Linked DNA regions of Sus scrofa: region 1 is linked to region 2. Evidence: chromatin contacts called from public HiChIP or PLAC-seq data. All regions are on one chromosome and are shown on one strand. The core of a region is the stretch at or near the end of the contact, and the rest is flanking DNA. Distances in the headings are between cores, read along the strand shown. Region 1 holds the start of PKN2 (serine/threonine-protein kinase N2). Region 2 holds the start of GTF2B (transcription initiation factor IIB).

Evidence for each region. HiChIP or PLAC-seq counts read pairs in DNA pulled down with a chosen protein or histone mark.
Region 1: a contact with region 2 is called in an H3K27ac HiChIP or PLAC-seq map of alveolar macrophages. The contact joins the promoter of PKN2 here to the promoter of GTF2B in region 2. A contact is called at or near these places in 2 of 5 promoter capture datasets (fetal liver and liver) and 2 of 2 datasets of contacts at active chromatin or transcription factors (alveolar macrophages and skeletal muscle).

The regions. Positions count from the first base shown.
Region 1 is chr4:127,706,116-127,712,469 of Sscrofa11.1, reverse strand. PKN2 (serine/threonine-protein kinase N2) reads left to right here and starts at 2,488. Exons shown (of 22, transcript XM_021090332.1): 1 at 2,488-2,860. The coding sequence starts at 2,813.
Region 2 is chr4:127,520,833-127,527,216 of Sscrofa11.1, reverse strand. GTF2B (transcription initiation factor IIB) reads right to left here and starts at 4,415. Exons shown (of 7, transcript XM_001929406.6): 1 at 4,263-4,415. The coding sequence starts at 4,279.

The DNA.
Region 1 (6,354 bases), core at 1,239-3,738, 190 kb before region 2:
CTGCCGGCCTACACCACAGCCACAGCAACGTGGGATCTGAACCACGTCTGTGACCTACACCACAGCTCACGGCAACACCGGATCTTTTACCCACCGAGCAAGGCCAGGGATCAAACCTGCAACCTCATGGTTCCTGGTCAGATTCATTTCTGCTGCGCCACGACGGGAAATCCCGGACTAGACATTTTAAGTCTTCTCTCATTTTAAAGTTCCATGGTACTAAAATGTGAACATTTTTCTCATATCTAAATTTATTTTTAAAACAATGCTTATCGACTAAATTTATTTTCTTTCTTTCTTTTCTTTTTTTTTTTTTTAACCTTTTAGGGCTGCACCTGCGGCATATGGAGGTTCCCAGGCCAGGGGTCCAATTGGAGCTACAGCTGTCTGCCTACATCACAGCCACTCAGGATCCCAGCGTGTCTGCAACTTATACCAGAGCTCACAGCAACGCTGGATCCTTAACCCCGCTGAGTTAGGCCAGGGATCAAACCTGTGTCCTCATGGATGCTAGTCGTGTTTGCTAACCGCTGAGCCATGACAGGAACTCCCTTACTGACTAAATTTCTAACTACTTACATGGGATGCTTTTTAATTACATCATTAAATTAAGCACCTACTATGTGTGTCAGCCATCTCAAATATATTCTGGGGTAAAGCAAAGGAAAAAGAAGCAAAATACCTCTGCATGCATTTAATGCCACTGCACGGTATACCTAAAATTGTTAAAATGGCAAATTTTATGTGTATTTTTTACACACACTGTGTGTGTGTGTGTGTGTGTGTGTGTGTGTGTATTCGAATGCAGTGGTGCCCTAGTATTTTGTGACTACTTTTTAAAATTGAATTATAGCTGTTTGGACAGAGTCTGTTTCTCCAAAGGACTCAATCACTCCAGGGACAAGGACTCTTTTTTTTTTTTTTTTTTTTTTTTAATTCTAGCTATAGCTCCAGGGCCTAGAACACTAGGAGGGCATTTATATCCTGGCTCTCCCAAGTGTTGTTATATATTTTAATTATCCTATTCAACCACGCTAATGTATGAAACATACAAACAGTTTTAAAACTTTTAAGATACTCACCAGAAAAATTTTACCACATGAGTGGGAGTTACAGAACTCTCAGATCTTCAAGAAATGTTTCTCAAACAAATGCATTAGACTTTAGAAGACAAAAAGATAAACATAAGTCCTAGCATTAGCCCAACAGATCTTACACGGAGTGTAAGAGAAGTTTATGATTGTACACTTCTTCAGAAGTGCACCGACGCCAGCCATTCTTCAGGTGGCTATCTAAACAATCCCTATCACTTTCTCTAAGTAGCTTTTAACAAAGCCATTGTATCTCAGGCTCAAATAATCAAAAGTTAAACAGTTGCCTAGAATATCCATTCAGGGCTCAGTCAAAACAAAAGCTATGGGTTGGAGACTTTATCGACATTCCTGAATATGATAGTGTCATTTCCGAAATCCAAACTTAGACTACTTAGCTATATGTTATTAACACACAGGCTAGTTTGCATGTTTACTAGACCAGGGAAAACTGGCTCTTTCTCAATCGTGGGGCTAATGCCGCCCGATCTCCTTCGCTTTAAATTCAGTAAAACAATTCAAGAAGCCAGCTAATTAAATTCTAAACTCAGGGGATTACCATAGTCTAAACAATGTGGTGCAGCGCTTGGGAAGAGGCATCTTTAAAACCTGCGCATGAAAGTGGCCAAAGATCGCGAGCCGCTAACCTTTCTTGAAGGGTTCAGACCGCACCCCAGCTGAGCCAGCACTGTACCTTACTGGTCGCAAAGGCGCGCTGGGGGTGGGAGCGAGCGGAAGACAAGATTAACAGTTTGGGTTGCTGCGGGAGGGGAGTAATCCGTGAGGTGTGCGTGGATTGCGGAGTTAGAGAGGGGTCCGCTTACGTTGGGCCTAAATTTCGGCAAGAAAAGAGAAAGAGGCCCTGGGAGATGAGAGCAGCAGTAGGCTCCCGCTTTCCAGCGTTCACGGGGAGGCCGCTAAACGCAGCAGGAAAGCGGGCGTGTGTTTTCTTCTTCCACTTCCCGCCCCCCGGGAGTCCCGAGCCCAGTCCTTTCCCCTCATTTTCACCCCAGCGGGGACCAATGGCAGCCCCGCCGAGGAGCCGACAGCGGCCGCCCCGCCCCGCGCCGCTCCCGTCCCCGGGGTCCCCGTCGCCCCGCCACCGGTCCCCGAGCCGCTCCCGCCCCGGGGTCCCCCTCCGCGCCGCCCCGCCCCCCGCGCCGCTCCCGCCCCCCGCGCCGCTCCCGCCCCCCGCGCCGCTCCCGCCCCGCCCCGGGGTCCCCCTCCGCGCCGCCCCGCCCCCGCCCCAGGGTCCCCCTCCGCCCCGCCCCCGCCCCCGGGGTCCCCTCCGCCCCGCCCCGCCCCCCGCGCCGCACCGCCCCCGGGTCCCAGCAGCCCCGCCTCTCGCGCCCATCACGTGCCCGGGCAGCCGCCAAGTGAGGCCGCTTTTGCGACGCGGTGACAGCCAAATGGTGCGACAGGAGGAGCTGCCGCCGCGGCCGCACCGCCCCGGACCCAGAGGCTTGAGGCGGCTCCTGGCGTCGCCCGGAGGGAGCGACTGAGCCAGACTGTCCGGCGCGGGCGGCGGCGGGCGGCGAGGGGAGCCCGCTCCGAGTGCCCCGCTCCCCGCCGCTCTCCATGACCGCGGCGGAGTGAGCCGCGCCTCCAGCCGGGGCTGCGCCTCCATGAAGCCCTAGGGCTCTCCTCGCCCTCCGGTCCCGTCCCGCCTTCTCCCTTCGCCAGCGGCGGCCGCGGCCAGGTGCGGAGTCCGGAGCGGAGCAATGGCGTCCCACCCCGAGCGGGGGGAGATCCTGCTCACCGAGCTGCAGGTAAGGGCCGCGGCCCGGGCGCCGGCAGGAGGGGCAGAGCCCGGCGCGGGGTCGGGCCGAGGGGAGCCGTGCGGCCGCCGCGCCCCCAGCCCGCCCGGTGCGGGCGCCCCCGGACGGCCCCGGAGCCGCTTCCCGCGGGAGCCGGAGCCCGGCGCGCCGCCCCTCCCGTGCCCGCCCCCGGGGTCCCGTGGCGCGGCCGGTGCGCTCCGCGGGGTCAGGGCCGCCCGCCCGCGGACACCCCGGCGCCCCCCACCCCGGCCCCGCCCCGCCCGTCCCTGGAACTCCGCTCCTTAAACGCCTTTGAATGACTGGAGCTGTGGGCTCGTCCCTCCCCTTCCCCTCCGACTCCGCACAAAGAGCGCCCCCACAACTGCCAGCCCCCGGACAAGTTTCTTAAGAAGAGAAAAAAAGTAGAAACGTGTCTCTCCAAACGCTTGCTTCGCTTCCCCAGCCCTCTTCGCGGACTCGATTTCTTCGCTTTTGAGGGCTACCCTTGTTTCCTTTCCTTTCGTTTTTTATTTGCTTTTTTAAACCAAGGGGTAGGTACTCTCGGTCCACTCCTCGGCTACTCCCGGCTCAGATCCGGAAGCTCGGATGCTGATGCTTTTCAGGCTTTCATTTTCCCTCCTGTTTGAAGAGCAGAGAAAGAGCTACAGAAGTTGTTTACAAAGTACAGAGCAGTCGACGGAGGGAGAATGTTGGGCACCACATGCTTGCAGAAGATGAGGACAGAATAGATCCCTTAATGAGTTAAGTCCACGTCGAGTAGCAATGTTATTCCTAACATTTTGCAGCCAAATATTTCATGATGTAGGCATGATTTTTTGTTTTTAGGTCTCTCTGATGTATAGAGTACATGCGCTACCTTGTTGGGTTTGTTTTTCATTAGTTGGGAGTGTACAAGAGATGTTTGCATCTGGATTAAAGTTTCATGCTGGTTCTTTGACTTAAACTTATTTTTGGTTTGTTTAAATATAGTCGTCTTCTAGCTGCTAGAAGGCTGAGATGGGAATTAAGAGAAGGGAAAAAATAGCTTCCTTACATTTCTTCTTGTGCGTTGGGCAGTTAATTTTTTAAAGAAGCCTGAATCTGGACACTCCGAAGAGTTGATTCTTGATGATGTCACAATTCAGTTGCTTCTTAATTTTTTGCTGTTTAAATGTATTTTTCGATAAATCCCCATATTAGCTTGGTTTATTGTGAGCTTGCAAGCATTGTTATAATAGTTGATATTTCCTCCATAAAAATAGATTTCAACAAGGTATGTCAATGCATTGTTGCAAATTTGGAATCCTTTGGAGATGCAAAGCTGAATTTCGTATCGTTGAACATGTTGCTATATACTGTTGTAATTACACTTGGCCTTTTGTAAGGAGGTCTTACAGCATACCAGTTTGCTAAATGAATGGAATTTATTGTATTATTACTTTACAAGAGCTTTTAAACTGACGTTTGAGGCACATCCAAAGTGCTTTCCATTGCAGTCTTGAAATATGAAAAGCAAACTTCTGACTGAGAAGAAGCCATGAAAATGACAGGACCTTTTTTTTAATTTTTTGGAGCGGATTGGCTTCAGAATCAAAGTATTTGGCGTCCTTATTTGTATTTTATAGAAAGTTGACACAAAAACACATTTTGACACCGAATGTGAAATTTTATTTTCATATATATTAAAATACAACATTTAGGACCTTTTAATAAGATCATTTTTTACAATAACAAAAAGGCAAGTCAAATAAATAGGAAAATTTAAATGTAAGTATTTTTAAAACGGGACCAAACCAGGGGAACATCCAATCTAAAGTTAGACTTTTAGTAAACCAACTACAAAGGAAAAAATAAAAATCACTTAAAAATGTAAAAAAGAAAAGAAAAAGAAAACAAGTTAGAAGGAAAAAAATAAAATTGAACTTTAAATAAACTAAAATGTAACCCCCTCCAAAAAAAAACAGTTGTTTTTATTAGATGTTACCTTACAGGTTGTCATGTATATCCAGGGCATTTTTCTGTGTATTTGACTCCCAGTTCTAATAAAAGTTACTGCATTTGAACTTTATCTTGTTTATTAAAATAATTGAGAACATTATTTGTATTATCACTCAAGATAAACCATGATAAAATTTGCTTCATAAAATATATATCATTTCATTGGATTATGAAACTAGACTATAGTAACCAAATGTTTATTGAGCTTGTTTGGAGAACCAATTTTTAAAAGCCTTCTAAATTGTTTGAACTTACTTAATTTGAAAAGTTGTTTAATATGAAATTCTTAGTGCTTCTCTACCATACAGATTTTAAGTATTTAAATAGTAATTTGTGTAGCAAGTTCACTTGCTTTTTAGTTAAAAATTACTGCTTTGCCATATCTTGTCTCACTCTGAAGGTTACATGCTACAACTTACTTTTAATCAAATCAGTGCTTATTTATTTAGAAACATTTTATATCCAACTGTTCAAAAATTACTTTTCAAGTTACATTGCAGAATTTGAAATACTTTACTACTTGAGCCAGAATTGGCTTATGAATAATTTTTGGTTGTGGAAAGACAAAGAAAATTGAAACCAGCGTCTTGTTAATTAATAGTTCCATGAAGCAGTGTTTCTAACTCTTGCTAATAGTTTGAGATGTTTACTCAACAAGGAATTATTAATAAAATATATACAAACTTTGATGCCTAGAGACATCAATGTGTAAGGAAGAATATTTGCTGTGGTAAAAAAAATATATAGGCTGTTAAAAATATTAACTTAATTGGCAGTTTCTAATTTTTGTCTCATAATTAACTTGTTAAGTCCTATTTATTTTTTTGTTTGAAGTGTAGTGGGGAAATTAGTGAGATCTTTTTGTGAGTTCAAATTAGAAATAATCTGCAAGGAAGCTGAATTAGTGCTAACTATATAAAGATCTCAAAATGAAAATGTTGGCTCCAGCAGTAATTTTGTAGAATGCAGACCCAAATATTGAGTAGCACACTAATAAAGTATTGGGAATCTCAAGTTCCATTCTCAGCAGAATTTATTTAGATGGAGGTGACTTTCTCAGGTGGAAGGTTGAGGTAGTTAGCTTTTTTTTTTTTCCAAAAGCCTAATTTTTATTTTACTTTAGATTTATACATTTATTTTCTAATTTTTTTGGCAATTTATAATGATTTTTATTTTTTCCATTATAGCTGGTTTACAGTGTTCTGTCAGTTTTCTACTGTATAGCAAGGTGACCCAGTTACACATGCATGTGTACCTTCTTTTTTCTCACATGATCCTGCTCCATCATAAGTGACTAGTTATAGTTCCCAGTGCTATACAGCAGGACCTCATTGCTTATTCTTTCCAGAGAGAATAGTTTGCATCTATTAACCTCAAATTCCCAGTCCATCCCACTCCCTCCCCCTCCCCCTTGGCAACCACACGTCTGTTCTCCATGTCCATGATTTTCTTTTCTGTGAAAAGGTTCATGTGTGCCATATATTCGATTCCAGATATAAGTGATATCA
Region 2 (6,384 bases), core at 3,166-5,665:
GCGTTGCTGTGAGCTGTGGTGTAGTTTGCAGACGCGGCTCGGATCCCACGTTGCTGTGGCTCTGGCGTAGGCCGGTGGCTACAGCTCCGATTCGACCCCTAGCCTGGGAACCTCCATATGCTGCGGGAGCGGCCCAAGAAATAGCAACAACAACACAAAAGACAAAAAAAAAAAAAAAAAAAGCTACTTTTAAATCTATCTGTGAATTTGCTCGATTATTATATTTTGAAAATAAGTCAATTTGGGGAAGACAGATCAGCCTTAAATGACCCAAGAGAGTCAGTTTTAAAAAAGAACAAAGACATTTAACACACATTTCTCATTTTTTTTTGGGGGGGGTCTTTTCCTCTTTTTAGCGCCACACCCGTGGCATATGGAGGTTCCCAGGCTAGGGGTCAAATCAGAGCTGTGGCCACCGGCCTATGGCACAATGTGGCATCTGAGGCGAGTCAGCGACCTGCACCATAGCTCACAGCAAGCCGGATCTTTTTTTTTTTTTTTTTTGTCATTTCTTGGGCCGCTCCCGCAGCATATGGAGGTTCCCAGGCTAGGGGTCGAATTGGAGCTGTAGCCACCGGTCTACACCAGAGCCACAGCAACATGGGATCCGAGCCTCGTCTGCAACCTATACCACAGCTCACGGCAATGCCGGATCCTTAACCCACTGAGCAAGGCCAGGGATTGAACGCGCAACCTCATGGTTCCTGGTCGGATTCATTAACCACTGTGCCACGACGGGAACTCCAAGCAAGCTGGATCTTTAACCCACTGAGCGAGGCCAGGGATCAAACCCACGTCCTGGTGGATGCTAGTTGGGTTCGTTAACCACTGAGCCACGACAGGAACTCCATTAACTTACGTTTCTTAATTATTTCTGGGGATGTGACCTTACAATCATAAAATGTCTGCTATCATTGAAAATAACCCCTTTTTAAAAGTTCCCACCTGAAATACTATAGAACAGTTATGTTTTAGCCATCACAAATACACATGTAAAAAGACAACATCAACCATTCTGAAACCATGTTAAACAGGTATCTGTGAATTTGGATAGTTTCTCAAACTACCAAGTACAATTCAGAATGTTAACTCTCAACAGAGGTACTTCTGGAGTTTCCATCGTGGCGCAGTGAAACAAATCCAACTAGGAACCATGAGGTTTCGAGTTTGATCTCTGGCCTCACTCAATGGGTTAAGGATCCGGCGTGAACTGTGGTGTAGGTCGCAGACGTGGCTTGGATCCCATGTTGCTGTGGCTGTGGTGCAGGCCGGCAGCTACAGCTCTGATTAGATCCCTAGGCCTGGGAACCTCCATATGCCTTGGGTGCGGCCCTAAAAGGACAAAAGATCAAACAAATCAAAGATAACAGGTAATTCCCGCTAAAAAATTGATAAAATAATCCACATTCCAAAAATTTATATAATCAGGTTAACCAAAACAGGTCTTTTCACTGGGAAAATAAAGGATGGAAGTTTGCTTTATATTCATGCTTATTCCATAAATTCCTATTAGGAAAATATTTTAATAAATTGTAACAAATAAAATATTAAGAAATTGGCATAATTATAAAAGGTTGTCAAAGGAAACGTCGGCAGAGAACAGAAATTACAAATGTATAAAATGGGCAGCTGTGACACACAGCATACATGGGACCGACACATTCTGCACTATTAAATGGCAGAGAGAATATCACATGCACATATATGAATATAAAAATGATATAAAACATGTCGAAGATGGGCTAAGCGGAAAGAGCACTGCAGAGATTTTATAGAAAGTGAAAAAAGCGTAACTACAATTACACGAAATAACATGAATGAATCTCAAAATGCTGATCAAAAGACCCCCACAGGGGACGACACGTGCATTTATACATAAAGCTTCCATCGGGTAAAACAAATCTATGGTGTTCGAAGTCAGGCTGTGGTTCTTCTCAGGTGAAAAGCAAAGGGGCAGAGAGCGTTCCTCTTCGACTGCTCTTTGGAAGGAACACAGGTTAGGACTACACGTTTGCTAAAGCACAGAATCCTTCGGAAAACTCGGAGCAACTGGCTACAAGGGCTGCTCTGGAGAAGACTTAGGAGCCAGGAGCTCAGGAAGGAAGGAAGCTGCTGCTCACTCTTCTTGGGTGTGTACAATTCGCACGTGTGTTACTCAACGCAAAATAAAATGAAACTACTGGAAACAGTCCACTTCTAAACAAACTACCCACCAGGGTAACAAATGAGGAACCTCAAGAGTGGGGTGGTGGGAGGACAAAGGGGGCACAAGAGGGAAGAATCCAGCAAACTGCCCCCACTGACACTGGAACAATTAGGCGACCTAAGGAGCCAGGCAGCTCCCAACTGCACTCTCCAGTATTTTCGGGAGGCCTACTGTGTGCCCAGTACTGTACACAGATTACTCATCTTCACAGCAACCCTGCAAATTAAGCAATGTCTCCACTTGATTTTTGTCTTTTTAGGGCTGCACCCACGGCGTATGGAGCTTCCCAGGCTAGGGGTCCAACGAGAGCTACAGCTGCCGGCCTGCACCACGGCCACAGCACACGGGATCCTTAACCCAATGAGCAAGGTCAGGGATTGAACCTGCGTCCTCCCGGATACAGATCAGATTCCTTTCCGCTGAGCCACAACGGGAACTCCCACAATATCCCCACTTTAAAAACAATGCTCACAGAACGATTTTCCTGAAGTCACAGAATCAGTAAGTGGTAAAGTGTAGCTTTGAACTCAGAGTATTTCTGTTCTCCGCTTTGAAGACAGCAGGCCGTTCCAGAGCCCAGTACCTGTACATCTTCCTCAGGGAAAAGCTCACAGCACAAATCCTAACATTTACCTTTGTTCTCACTGGTATATGGAGAGACAGACAACCGCAATGACATATTTAAGATCCGGACATGCCCCGAGAAACGTATTTCAAGGACGTTTTTAACAAATGGAGACAATGAGGGCACAGAGAGGACACGTGCCATGTGTTCTTTCAGTAAAAAATCCATCCAGTGAATGTGCTGCATCCAGCTGCTACAACATTTCCTTCAAACACAAGTTTCTGCTCTGTTATCTACAAAAGCCCCACTGTGACCCCCTTTCCCACCGACTGCCCCAGCAGACTGTCAGCTGTTTTCAGGTGTCTTTGGGAAGCTCGTTCTCCATTTACCTACAAGGAAGCCTTACCTGACAGAGCCACACCCAGACAGAACGTTCAATCCCAGAAGTACAATCAGTAAACAAGTGTCACTGGCTTTGAGAGCTGCCTCCAGTTGTTTTAGCTAAAGCCCTCTCCTCCTCCCTCCTTGCTGAAATACAGCAACAAAAAGTAATGGGCCTTGGCCGTCACCAGAAAGGGCCTGGATTTCTCCAGCTTCCTATTTTGTGATAATGGCTTTCACAGGGAATTCAACGCCACAGACGATACCAAGCTCAGAAAAATCATGCCAGAGGTGCCTGTCTTCTAGAAGCTACAGAACTGGATTTGATACTTTCAATACATTCTGAGTAACGAGAGGCCAAGTACGGTAACAGAAAAGAGACGCTACACTGTTCTCACATTAACCTCGGAAGAGACACCACTGGTACGACTCGGTGTATTTACGCTTGGGCACAAACCCTAGTATCTACCTCACAGTGGTCACGAGGGAGGCAATTAGGGTCTGCAAGCATTTCTCAGGTCACAGGACTAAGGGCCGTCTCCATGGCACTGCATCCATTTCCTGCAGATTGGACTACACCACGCTCAAAACCTACAGAAGAGAGGCTTCCCCGCACACGTCGGTCGTCTTCCGCAGGCAAGCCTTTCCGGAGCAGAACGCAGAAGACGTGCGGACAGGAGCCTCCCACGAGAGAACGCAGCCTCGCTCAGAAAGGCCCCGGCTCCCACCGCGCACCTGCGGGACGCCAGGGACGGCCGTCCGCCCCAACCCTCCGGCTGTCAGGTCGCCGGCGGCCTGGACCTGACCCTTCCCGCTCTTCGGGGAGGAGGAGTCACGGCCCCTCGGGCTGGTGGAGCCGCAGACGGAAAACAGGCCAAGAAGTTAGCCGAACAAGACAGGACGGCTGGACCAGCTGCAGAGGACGCGAGGCCGGGGCCGGGACCCGGGAGCCCCAGACAGGGAAGCGCCGGCGGCCGGTACCCCGCGCCGCCCCCGCGTCGGGAAGCGCCTTTGTCCCGGCGGCCGGCCGCCCGCCGCCTGTCCCCGCACCCCGGCCCTGGGGGCCCGCCCGCCGCCCGGCCTCGGCTGCCCGGCCCCCCGCAGGCTCACCGGCTGGTCGACGCCATCTTCACGGCCCCTCCGGCTCCCGACCGGCGACGACGACGGACGCCCGCAAACAGGAAGCGCTTGCGGCGACGAGACGCGGCGAGCCGAGCTTTTATAGGCGAGCCGTCCACGCAGGCGTCATCGGGCGCGGCTACGGGTCGGGAGAAGGGCCAAGAAAGTGAGCTCCTGGACGCCACGTGCTTTGCGTTTTCTCATTTTCCTTTTCGGTCTCGGTGGTTTCCCGGTCGCCGGCACATCGAGGCAACTACTCAGGAAAACGCTCAAGGGCCCCAGCAAACGGGCTACACCTGACACCCTCAACTTGGCTGGGTCAAAACACCAGGACAACCCGGGCTTTGGAGGGGGCAAAGCCCTCACCCCCCAGGGCTAACCACCCCTCCCCCGCCGGGAGTCGGCGCTCAGCTCTTACTTGCCCAGAGGGCGATTCCACCTAGGTATTTGGAATAAAGAGGAATGCACTTAGGTCAGCCCAGATGTCAGTTCAGGCTCAGTCATCCCCTAGCAAGCTGTGTCTTCCTTCGCCCTTCGCACCTGGGGGCAAGAGGCAATAGCATCTGCCTTGTGTACCCTTTTAGAATTGGCAGGAGATGAAACAAACTGTGGGAGAGCATTGTGCACCCGTGAGGCAGGGAGATGCGGGCCTTACCTTCCTGTTGTTGTCATGGTCTTTGCAACTTGGGCATAGCTGAAATACAGAGAATTTACCAGAACGTTCAGATACCCCAAAAGTCCCTAAATTTATTAAATACCCAAACTAATGGCACAAAATTAATAAAAACAACAGCAACACTATCACTACGTCGTTGAAAACAAACTACCCTTGGCCCAGTGGGAATAGAGGGAAAAGGGTTTCTGTGGGGATGAGCACTTAGAATACTGCGGCTGCTTTGTTCTTTGGGGCATGGAACTGACACCACTGGGCAAACGTTGTTTCCTTGAAAGGTGGGGAAGTCTTGCTTCCTTAGAAAGAAAAAGGTGTGTAAGAGGGAGAAGTTTAGGAACTCATATAGGAGTGGGGATGGGGGAGCTTTTTTTTTGGTCTTCCCAACTAACTCTGCAATTAAAAACCCTGACTATTTTTGTGGGGGCTTTTCTCCCACAATATCTGGTAAAGCTTCAAAACACCAGAGTTCCCGTCATTGCTCAGCTGTTGACGAACCTGACTAGCATCCATGAGGAAGCCGGTTTGATCCCTGGCCCTGTTCAGTGGGTTAAGGAGCTGGCACTGCTGTGGCTGTGATGTAGGTGGGCGGCTACAGCTCCGATCTGACCCCTAGCCTGGGAACCTCCATATGCTGCCGGTGCGGCCCTAAAAAGCGCACACACAAAAAGCCAATTCATCTCAGCTGTGCCAAATGTTACCAGGAGAGGGCTTGCAGGTGCTGCGCCCCAATCTGGCAGAAGTTTCCATAGCAGAGCTTCTTGCCTTGGGAGAAGGGTGAGAGGAGGAGGAAGGGAACCAGGGGGGCACTCTTGAGCGTGAAGATAAGGACCCACCACCCGGTGGTTTAGGGTGGGCATTACATGAAGGAAGAAGCTATCAGAGAAAGTGAAACCCCAGAGGAGGGAAGCTGGGCAACTGGTTAAATTACACCTGCCCCACCTGAAGAATCTCTTATCTGTCATAACCTACTTAGGATGACTTTTATATTAAAATAGAAGCAGCTTAGGTAGGCCATTCCTTCTTCTCTTGTTAGTATAGCGTTGGCAATTTACAAAGCATTTCATCAACATTATCCCACTTAATCTTTGTATCTGATCCTGAGATTGAAACACACAGACTTGGGGTTTTGTCACCTAGGAGTCAATGACCTAGACTAGCATTTACCAAAACTTAGGAGTTGTTCATATAATCATTTTTATTTAACTTAATGATGTGAATTAATTAACCTGATTTATTTCAATCAATTATTTAAACTAACTCACTTTTTAAAAAAATCTTCTTTTTAGGGCCGCACTCAGGGCATATGGAGGTTCCCAGGCGAGGGGTTGAATTGGAGCTACAGCTGTTGGCCTACACCACAGCCACAGCAACGCTGGATCCGAGCTTCGTCTGTGACCTACACCACAGCTCACGGCAATGCTGGATTCTTAACCTGCTGAG